Regions from separate parts of the Rattus norvegicus genome. Here region 2 is linked to region 1. Evidence: chromatin contacts called from public Hi-C data. All regions are on one chromosome and are shown on one strand. The core of a region is the stretch at or near the end of the contact, and the rest is flanking DNA. Distances in the headings are between cores, read along the strand shown.

Region 1 (4,942 bases), core at 299-2,798:
ACAAGGAATTGTTCTGTACAATTGCACTATTGGCGGGGCGGCCACCAGGAAAGGAAACCAGAACCCTGTGCTTGCTGAGCACTGCATGCTGGATTAGATGGCTAGACTCAAAACAGACGGCAAGGTGGAGACGCACCGGGACCTTTCTGCTTTGCTAGGCATAGCGGGTGGTGCGTGGGGAGGGGGTGCTATAAAATAATGACTGCACAGTGCACAAATAGCAGGTGCTACTGAGCTGTGTATCTGATAAATATTGTTAAGACATGCTTTATGCTTTCTGAGACAGTTTTACTTTTTCTCCTCCTCCTCCTTCCTCTCCCCCCTCCCCCTTCCCCTCCCCCCACTCCTCCTCCCCCGCATCCATTTTTTTTTTTGTTTTTGTTTTCCCAGACAGTTCTGGAACTAGCTCTATATACCAGGTGTCCTTAAACTCACAGAGATCCACCTGCTTCTGCCTCCCAATCACTGAGATTAAAGGTGTGCACCACTAATGCCCAGTTGAGGCAAGGTTTTCTATGAAGTCTGGCTGGCCTGGACTTTGTTACGTAGTTGGCTTGAAATTTGTAGCAATCCTCCTGCCTCTGACTACTCTGTTTCTATGACATAAAGTAAGGGTACTGCACACACACCCACAAGACTGAGAGCTGCTTTACCCTTTCCCTACTTTTCCCTAAGCTCCCCAGGAAGAAGCTCAATGCTGGCAACTGCAGCTTCCAAGAGAAGCTTGTGAGGACACTATTGCAGTGATTTTATTTTTATTTGATAAATGTCACTCACTCACTCACTCACTCATTCATTCATTCATTCATTTTGAGGCAGAGCCTCACTATGTAGCTCTGGCTGGCCTAGAACTCATTATGTAGACCAGGCTGTCCTTGAACTAAAGAGATCTTTCATAAAGATAGCCTGCCTCTACTTCCCATGCTGGGATTAAAGTGCACACCACCACACTTTATACTAATTTTTGATTGGCTTCTTTGAGAAAGATCAGCAGGACCTGCAGCATAGCCTTCCTTGACTGTGATCTGGACTCCCCAGTCCTATCCCTGAGGAAAGCAACTGCCTGGCTACCAAGCTACCCCTAGATGGTGCTGTGGCCCCAGGCCTGCAGCAGCTGCAACAGAACAATGGATGCCTGGGAAGAACATTCAAAGAGACCTTGGTAGTCACTAACAGACCTGTCAACAACATAAAGAACTATGTCGATGAACCTGTCAACTGTTCTCAGTTGGGTTCTGAGCTGGTCCTTGCCACTGACCTGGCTGTGTGACACTCACAGGCCTCCCCAGCCAACAACATACCTGCCTTTTAGAATGAAATACATTTGCATCACCTTAGTAGACCTATAGGAGCGCCCTGAAAGCTGCTAATACAGAGATGGTTTGCAGCTCTGGGAACCAGGTCAAGCATCTTAAGAGTGGAGCTGACCCTGGAAGTGGAGGGAGCAGGGCCTGCTCTGTAGCCACTGGCCTGCTTCATATACACCTAGGTGTTCCTTGTTCAGCCAGGAAATATGAGACACAGTCATCAATCAGCTGGCCAGTGAATCAGCCTATCCCCATCAGGTTTTAAATATAAGACACAGTCATCAGCTGGCCAGTGAATCAGCCTATCCCCATCAGGTTTTGAACATGAGACACAGTCACCAGCTTTTTAAATAATGGGAACTCAGTGTAGAGCACAGCAGTAAAACATGATTTGCATACACAAGGCTGGTTCCACTCCTAGTACCCTTCCCCACAGGTAGGATTTATTCAAAATAAACCAATGACCTGGGCAGGGCAGCACACACCTTTAACCCCAGCAGTCAGAAACAGAGGCAAACAGATCTCTGAGTTCATGACCAGCCTTGTGTACATAATTCCAAAACAACCAGGACTTAACATAGATCCTGTCTCAAAAAAGCAAAACGAAACAGAAATCAGCTGTCAAGAACCAGTGTGATGGGGCTGGAGAGATGGCTCAGTGGTTAAGAGCACTGACTGATCTTCCAGAGGTCCTGAGTTCAATTCCCAGCAACCACATGGTGGCTCACAACCATCTGTAATGGGATCCAATGTCCTCTTTTGGTGTCATGAAGACAGCGACAGTGCACCCATTAAAAAATAATAATAATAAAAAAAATAAACCAACCAAACAACAAGAAAACCCCAACAACAAGAAAACCCCAACAGTGTGATGGCACATGCTTGTACACAATCACAGTGATTGTGAGCGAAAGGCAGCCTGGGCTACAGTATGATCCTCTCAAAAAGAAAAGGAACAACCAAGCTCTGTGGTGCTGCGTAACTATCAGTGAATGTGCATTACACAAACCCACAGAGCTAGACCTTCAGCTCTCCTGGCAGACCTGGGCTTGAGGAGATCACAAGGGTCACAGCAGTGGCTTTGCATCAGCATCTTATAAGCACACACACACACCTTTTTTTTTTAAGTTGAAAAAATGAAAACCGCTTTCCTCACCCTGCAAAGCATCTTTACCTAGACTTCTAGTCCTCCAGCCTGGTTAATCTACAACCCAAAGCCATTCAAGAAATTAAGAGTCCCCAAAGTTTCCTCCAGAAGCTTCTGGACCCTTCTCCCCAACAGGACTGGAGGACTCGGTGATTTTAATGTCTTAGCGCTCAGTTCAGTGAGGAGGACCTCACTAGGTCCTCTGTTCATCACACAGTCTGAAGGGGCTCTACATCAAGCAGCCACAGCAAGCAAAGGCCAGTAGAAGTGAATGCTTGGGGGTCTAATGACAGCCCACATTAATGTGCTAAGCCAAGATACCAGAGAAAGAGCCCTTGGCTTAGTAGGGTTCTAAAAGGAGCAATTATCCAAAGCTTGAGGGTAAGTAGGTCCTGAGAAGGAGGGAGCACAGAGGTGGAGGGATGCAGTAGAAGAGGCAGAGCAGTGACCTGGAAGAGGTCTAAACCAGACCCAAGGGAGACAGCAGGCATGTGGGCCCAGTCTGGCAGAGCTATAGGCAAGCTCAGGTCTGAACGTCACTCTCATGAGTGGGTGGTGTCGGCAGGATGCCATCTATGATAACTCTCTTTCAGCACCATTCATTTTCCCTTCTGTCTAAAAATATTTTTCTTTTTAATCAGCTAAGACAAGCCCCGTGAGGACCAGCTTTGCCCTCAAGCCCCAGACCATCTGCTGAGCCAGTCACTACCCGTGATCTGAAAGCTTCCCCTAATGGCTTGGCTCTGTCCTCATAGCCCTCTTGCTCATCTGAACCCAATTCTTAATTTTATGGGATATATACCGAACAGGGAAACTGAGGCAAGGAGGTCATAACACTTGCTCTGCTCATGAGAATAAAAACATTGGCGGGGGTCCTAGCTGGGTCTACCATTCATTGTTCAAGTTTATATGAGACCAGATCTCACAAAGCTACCCTTGACCCCTGCCCAGCGCCCTGCTGCTCCCCCCCTTTCCCTCTAACTGTTCTCAGGCTGTCTCCTCTGCTTAGCGATGGCTGTGACCCCTGTCCTCAGTGCTTTCATCTGCCAGCATTGCTCTACACGCTTAGACCCTGTCCTCCTGCCCTGCTGGTCAGAACGACTGCTAAGATAACTGTCAGCTTTCTCATCTTTCCCCATCAGGATTGCCTTTATATTCTATTTTCTGGGAGAGTTCCTTAATTTTATTTTCCAGCCTTTTCCACGATCTCCATTGATCTGTAATTTTTAGACGCTCTTTGGGGGTGTCTAGCTAGCCTGCCAATGGGGCAGGAAGCTGGTCTTTGTTCTCAGAAGTGTGGTGAGATGTCTGAGCTCTCTGGAGCTCCCAGGGTCTTCTATCTACTTACATCTTTTTTCACCATTGATGAGGTGGTTGTCCCTCTGATCCCCATGAAAGCCCCCAAGAAGCTGCAGAAGGCTCTGTGACTCTGGCTTGAGAACTAGGGCTTGTCGAGGAGCTGCTGTACTGTGGGTGCCTCTGAAACTTTTCTAATAAGGTTTTTTTTTTTTTTTTTTGGTTCTTTTCTTCGGAGCTGGGGACCGAACCCAGGGCCTTGCGCTTCCTAGGCAAGCACTCTACCACTGAGCTAAATCCCCAACCCCGCTCTGAAACTTTTCTTTCTTTCTTTTTTTTTTTTTGGTTCTTTTCTTCGGAGCTGGGGACCGAACCCAGGGCCTTGCGCTTCCTAGGCAAGCGCTCTACCACTGAGCTAAATCCCCAACCCTCTGAAACTTTTCTTGAGCTGACAGTGTGCAATGAAGACCAGACACTTGTTTCAGGATCCTGTCTGCCATTGCTGGCACCAGGGGGCGCCAAGTCCCCCCATTCAGAATGGACTTGCGCTAAGAGGACTGTTATTTATTAGCTCCTTGCTTCTCTCCACCCTCATGCACCCGGTGGTGTCTGGTGTCCATGGCTCTATTCTCTAAGAGAATAAGCCTCCTGTGTCCCCTGGTAGAGAGGGACTTTTGACATGCCAGCCTCTGGGCACCTGCTCTGAGTTCAACAGGATCCTTGTGATCCAACCCCTTCACCCAGCTATGGCTGCATATCCTGCTTCCTAAACCAGCAGCCTCTTGTCTTACAGATCTATGTTTAATTTTTTCATTTATTAATTTTGTGTATGAGGGGTGGGGCATGAGCATGTCACAGCATGCATATGGAGGTCAGAGGACCACATGGAGGAGTAAGTCCTCTCCTAGAGATCAAACTTAGGTTGTCAGGTTTAGTGGTACTCCACATGCTGAGCCATCGGCTGGCCCCAGATTTATGTGTTTTTTTTCAAGACACTTTACTATTACTTAGTGGGCAATTCTCAAGAAAGTGGCAACTCGTTTAACAGCAGAGTTCCTCAGTCATTGTTTTCAAGTACTGAAGGGGCTTAAGTACGCCACTGCTGCCTGGTCCTGATACGCAGGTGGTGAAGGAGGCCAGGAGGTGGGCTCAGTGGGGATAAGTGCCTGACAGCCTCTGTCGAGGTGGAAAG
Region 2 (4,835 bases), core at 1,333-3,832, 44 kb after region 1:
ATTTCTCTTGTCCCTTCAGTAGGAACTGTCTCCAGAAGGCCACAACACGGGGTAGTGATGCACTGTTAAAAATACTAGAGCCAGGGTTGGGGATTTAGCTCAGTGGTAGAGCACTTGCCTAGCAAGCGCAAGGCCCTGGGTTCGGTCCCCAGCTCTGGAAAAAAAAAAAAAAAAGAAAACAAAAATACTAGAGCCATTCTACCTGTAAGAGCCCCAGTGCGCCACTGTCATAGGGGACCCTTCAGCCCAGCCCAAGCTCCTGTTCAACTACCTTGTAAGGATACACCAGCTCAGCGAAATATCTGGCTCTTCTGGGGAACACTTCACATGAACTAAGGAAAAATGTTCACAACAGGGTGGGAAGAGACATGCCCTTGGTCTAATTATAAACTGATGTTGTGAAGGCTGTTTTTGAGTCTGTTCAAGGTGTAAATCCACTGTGCTGTATGCACACTGTGTTTATGCACATCCTTTCTACAGAGCATGCTTCATTTATAGTTTACCTTAACCCAAACACACACACACACACAGAGAGAGAGAGAGAGAGAGAGAGAGAGAGAGCGCTCAGGTCTAAGGAAAGAAGGTGGAAGGCAGAGAGAGGTTGGTGCTCTGATCTGTGGGGCACTGAGAGAACTCAACAAGTTTGGAGGCAAATCCCCACCCTTACTCCCAACTCAGCCTCTCCGGAAGCACTGAAGTGTAAAAAGCAGTGTGCTTCCACTGGGCTGCTGGGATTTCAGCAGCAGGAAAAAATGAAAGAGCAGGCGATCGATACAAGAGGTGAGAGGCTGGAAAGAGAAGGCAGAGACCTGGGCTGTGCGAACACCTTTAAAGATGCTGGTTAAAAGAACAGCCCAAGCTTGGAAAAGCTGCCTTTGCTAAGTCCCTCCTGGACAGCCCATTCCCAGGAGGTCTAAATAAGAGGCCCCAGGAAGTCTCTCCACAGAACTCCAAGTCAGACTTGAGCAAAAGCAGAGGTACTGCTTACTCCCCTGCAAGGAGCAGGATTGAGGGATGTACAGCCCAGTTAGGAGAGGCCTGGGACACATCATAGCTGAAACATTACTTTGTGAATCTTTGAGAGGGTTCGGTTTTACCACACGTTCAAGATAAACGCCCCCCCCCCAAAAAAAACCCCACTTTTCTTACTAGGGATGTAGTTAGCTGGTAGGGAGCTTGCCTAGCCTGCACAAGACCCTGTGTTCAGTCCACAGAACCTCATAGACCGATAGTAGTAGTTTATCTGTAATCCGAAGGTGGCCGCAGGACGATCAAAAAAATTCAAGGTCATCCTTTGCTACACTAGGATTTTGAGGCCAACCTAGCCTATAAGAGAATCTGTCCAGAAACACATTTTTGCCTCTGTAAATGCTTTCCTTTTTCATTTCAAAGGGTGGGGGTAATCTGTTTCCGATTTTTACTGGAGTCGATAAATATGAGCCTCTCAGCCGGTGCCCCAGGAATCTTTCAACAATTTCCCCGCCTGGAGAGGAGGAGGGGCCTTTCGCCGCCCTCAATTTCGGGATAGCAAGCCCAGACCCACAAAGGGTGCCGCTGAGCCTGGAGGTCAGCTGCGCGGTAGCCGCTGCTCCCTCCACCCCGGCCTCCAGCTTCCTATCTCACAGTCTTAGGCACCAGGCACTGAGGACCAAGAGGCCTGCGCTGCCTCGGGATTTCCTCCTCTTCCTCTCCGGGCCCCGGCCCCCGCTAGTGCTCACCGGCTGATCCCCCGGGCCGCGTACCCAGGCGGTAGGGAAGGGACTTGGTTGAGCACCGCGTTCGGCGGGCCCGGGAGGACGACTGTGTTCGCGGCTCCCAGGCCCGCCGCGGGACATCAGCACCATTTCCGCCGGCTCCGCGCGTTGTCGCGCGACGGTCCGGTCCCCAAACGTGCCCGGGCTGTCCACTGCCTGAGCCCGAGAGTTCCGCGCGCACGGCTCCTGTCATCAAAGCTACCCTCGCTGTAAATGTCCTGAAAGATCGGGTGGATCCAGCCTTTGAGGATCCAGGTAGCCGCTTTGTTCTTACCGCCACACCCTGCCTGGCCTCCTAAACCCCCGCCCTGCCCACTATCTCTCTACATTGCGGGTAGAGTGCGACCTCCGTGGGTCGCATAGTCTGAGAGCAATTCCCCTAACAACGCAGTAATTTGAGCATCTACTTACAAACAAAATTTCTTTTATTGTCTGTTAATCCCCCACAACATAATGATCAGGACATATTGAGCTAACCTGGAGGAGTGACTTGTGTGGTGACCTCAACTTCCAGACAACAGGCTGGGTGCCACCCCACACCCTGAAGGGGACAAAAGCAAGCACCTTTTTCTTGCTCTTTCCCACCTGAAGATCATGGGTGAGACACAGATTCTCACTGAGTAAGCTCCTCACACATACACATGTGCACACACGCCCTTCCCCACTTCCAGATCTCATCTGTAACATGGGAGGAAAGGCTCTTGTCTTGAATGGAAGGGTATGAAAGAACCTGTGCTACCCAGAACCATCCCAGGACCCCACCCAAAAGCTCAGGACACATATAAGGCTTACCCCTTTGATTTGCCTACTCCTTACTTCTCTTTTGGTCCCAGAGCGCTGTTGGAGGCTCAAGAATGGGATATTTCTGAGGGTGGGGGCGGGGGGACACTAAGGAACCACACCCTTCCCCTAAACTGCCCAGCCCAGCCTAGCCACACCCTGCCTGCCTGCCTGCCTGCCTCTGATTAGGATGTAGGGGTTGGGGCACTCGGCAGGAGATCTTGCCTAGGTATCTGCTGGCAGACAGCCTCAGTCCCCAGGATCTATAGCTTCAAGTGTGGCCTCAGAGCTCAGGCCTCCTGAGACCCAAGCTAGCAGAACGAGGGACTGGATGGCCCATGGGGTTTCAGGCCATGAAAAACTATGAGCATACTGAACAGGGAAGTGAAGGTGACCCCATTTAGAACCTGATCAAGAGATGGTGATTCATGGTTTCGGTGTAGACAGGAGCACTTGCCAAGAGGAAATCACAAGGCTAGCTAAGAGCAGGTGTCAGGAAGAAGGCTCAGCAGCCCTCAAGGAGCCTACTAATCTTCCACGATAGTACAAGGGACTCAGGCCCGGCCAGTCATAGCAACGGACTATTTTCCCCAGAGCCCACCCTCAGGCCATCTCCCCCCAGATACTGGTATACCTTGATGCAGTTGTCCCCTGCATCTGCCACCACTAGTGGGCCCTGGGGTGCACAGGCCAAACCCAAGGGCCTCTTTAGTCCCTCCAACGGCAAGCAGATGGGTGGCCCAACCCGGGGAAACAGAGTCACTTGTTGCCTCTGCTCATCAGCCACAATAATGCTACCCTCTGCATCACAGCACACACCTGCTGGATGACCAAAGCTGTGCCCAGTCAGGGTTCCTAGGGAGCCCAGAGGCTGGTGGGCACTGCCAAACAATTGTACATCCCCAAACTCTTCACTCACAGCAAAGCCTCCATCAGGCCCTGGACCTACCCAACAAGGGCTCTCCAGACCTAGCATGGAGGTTGGAGCAAGAGGCTCACAGGTTGGTCCTAACATGAAGCTGTGCACAGTTCCAGGCAAGTAGTCTGTCACCAGGAAGTGGCCAAGAGCATCCACAGCCAGCCCTCGGGGGGACAAGAACTTGCCTACAGTCACCCAGCGGCCCTGGGGTTCCCGGGAAGTGTACCGAAGAGCATACACAGCCCTGTGGATGAGGTCACTGACCACCACAAGCCCTGCAGCTGTCACAGCCACATCCTCTGGAACAAAGGCTCCAGTTCTAGGAATGCAGCAGGGTAGTTGACAAATGGAGCGTCCCTCAAGATCCAGCACATGGACACAAGATGCAGCACCAGCCGTCAAGAAGAGCAGGCCATCTGGGGAACAGTGCAGGCCTCGGGGGCTCCCTGCAGCCCCTGCTGGCACCAGGATTCGTCCCAGCAGCCGAGGCTGCCAAGAGCCACTGGCATCTCTAAGTTGGTCCAGCCTGAGATGAGGCCCTTGCGGGTAGGTGGCTGGGGATAGGGGTGGCCCAGGAGGTCAAGGAGTCAGGACAGACGGGAGGCCAGGGCAGCAAGCAGTCACAGTCTCGGCTTCTCTGCAGCTGCAAAAGAGTTGGAACATCCATGTGTGCAGATGGTGGCCCATGGGTGCTGGCACCCTCCCATTGTAGATGAAGAGCTAAGGTGAGGTAGGAGGTGGAGGGGAAGGCTGAGCTGCATGTGTGTTCAATTCCTCCCGGTTCTGAGTGCTCACCTGGTCCCCAAGCACAGCAACCACACAGGTGTCTAGGTGTCTGCTGCAGTAGTCTGAGAGATACTATGCACCCAAAAGGGTCAAAGGTTTAGCTCTAAGGCTCAAATCGCATGCACGGCTGTGTCCTGGCTTGAGAAGGAGGAGGGGAGGAGGCAGATAAGCAGCCCTGGGATGACTCCTTCATAGGAGTTGCCTAAGTTCGCATTAGTCCCTCACCACTATCACCTCCATCTTCACCTCGACCATCACCATACACAGCCCCTCTGCTTTAGCCAGGGAGACATTCAAACTCCAACCTCCCAGGGCTCCCCACTTGCCCCTCACCCCTTGCACAGAGATTATGATACCTCTTACCTGGGGCTAACTGGCCTCGGGGCTTGAGGTCAGGCCTCTGTTGTTAGAGACAGCATAGGTGTGTGTGTTGGGGGAGGGTGTAGCTAGGGGAGGAGTGACCAGGCAAGTTTCCTGCAGGGACAAGTTGATTTGTTTGGACTGAGTCCCCAGCCTCCAGGCCTGCACCCTCTGGTTTGGGTCTTCACATTGGCCTCACCCTAATCCTGAACACTTTCTACTGCCCCTGCACAGCT

What was found. Hi-C and Micro-C count contacts between places; a contact is called where the count stands out from the background.
Region 2: a Hi-C map of hepatocytes shows a contact between it and region 1, with 2.1 times the contacts expected there. The contact joins the promoter of Pigq here to the enhancer-like site in region 1. A contact is called at or near these places in 2 of 12 Hi-C or Micro-C datasets (frontal cortex and hepatocytes).

Annotation. Positions count from the first base shown.
Region 1 is chr10:15,417,048-15,421,989 of GRCr8, forward strand. The region is part of intron 2 of Rab40c (Rab40c, member RAS oncogene family); the gene reads right to left. It also overlaps a transcript of Mettl26 not described here. Among named protein-coding and RNA genes, the nearest start is that of Wfikkn1, 16 kb to the left of the region's middle. Within about 2 kb of position 1,549, at least 30 of the 93 cell types and tissues checked have an H3K27ac peak or open chromatin away from gene starts, as enhancers often do.
Region 2 is chr10:15,460,506-15,465,340 of GRCr8, forward strand. Pigq (phosphatidylinositol glycan anchor biosynthesis, class Q) reads right to left here and starts at 2,583. Exons shown (of 11, transcript NM_001007607.1): 1 at 2,547-2,583. It overlaps LOC134480763 (a long non-coding RNA gene), which reads left to right and starts at 1,884. Exons shown (of 2, transcript XR_010055541.1): 1 at 1,884-2,009; 2 at 3,564-4,835.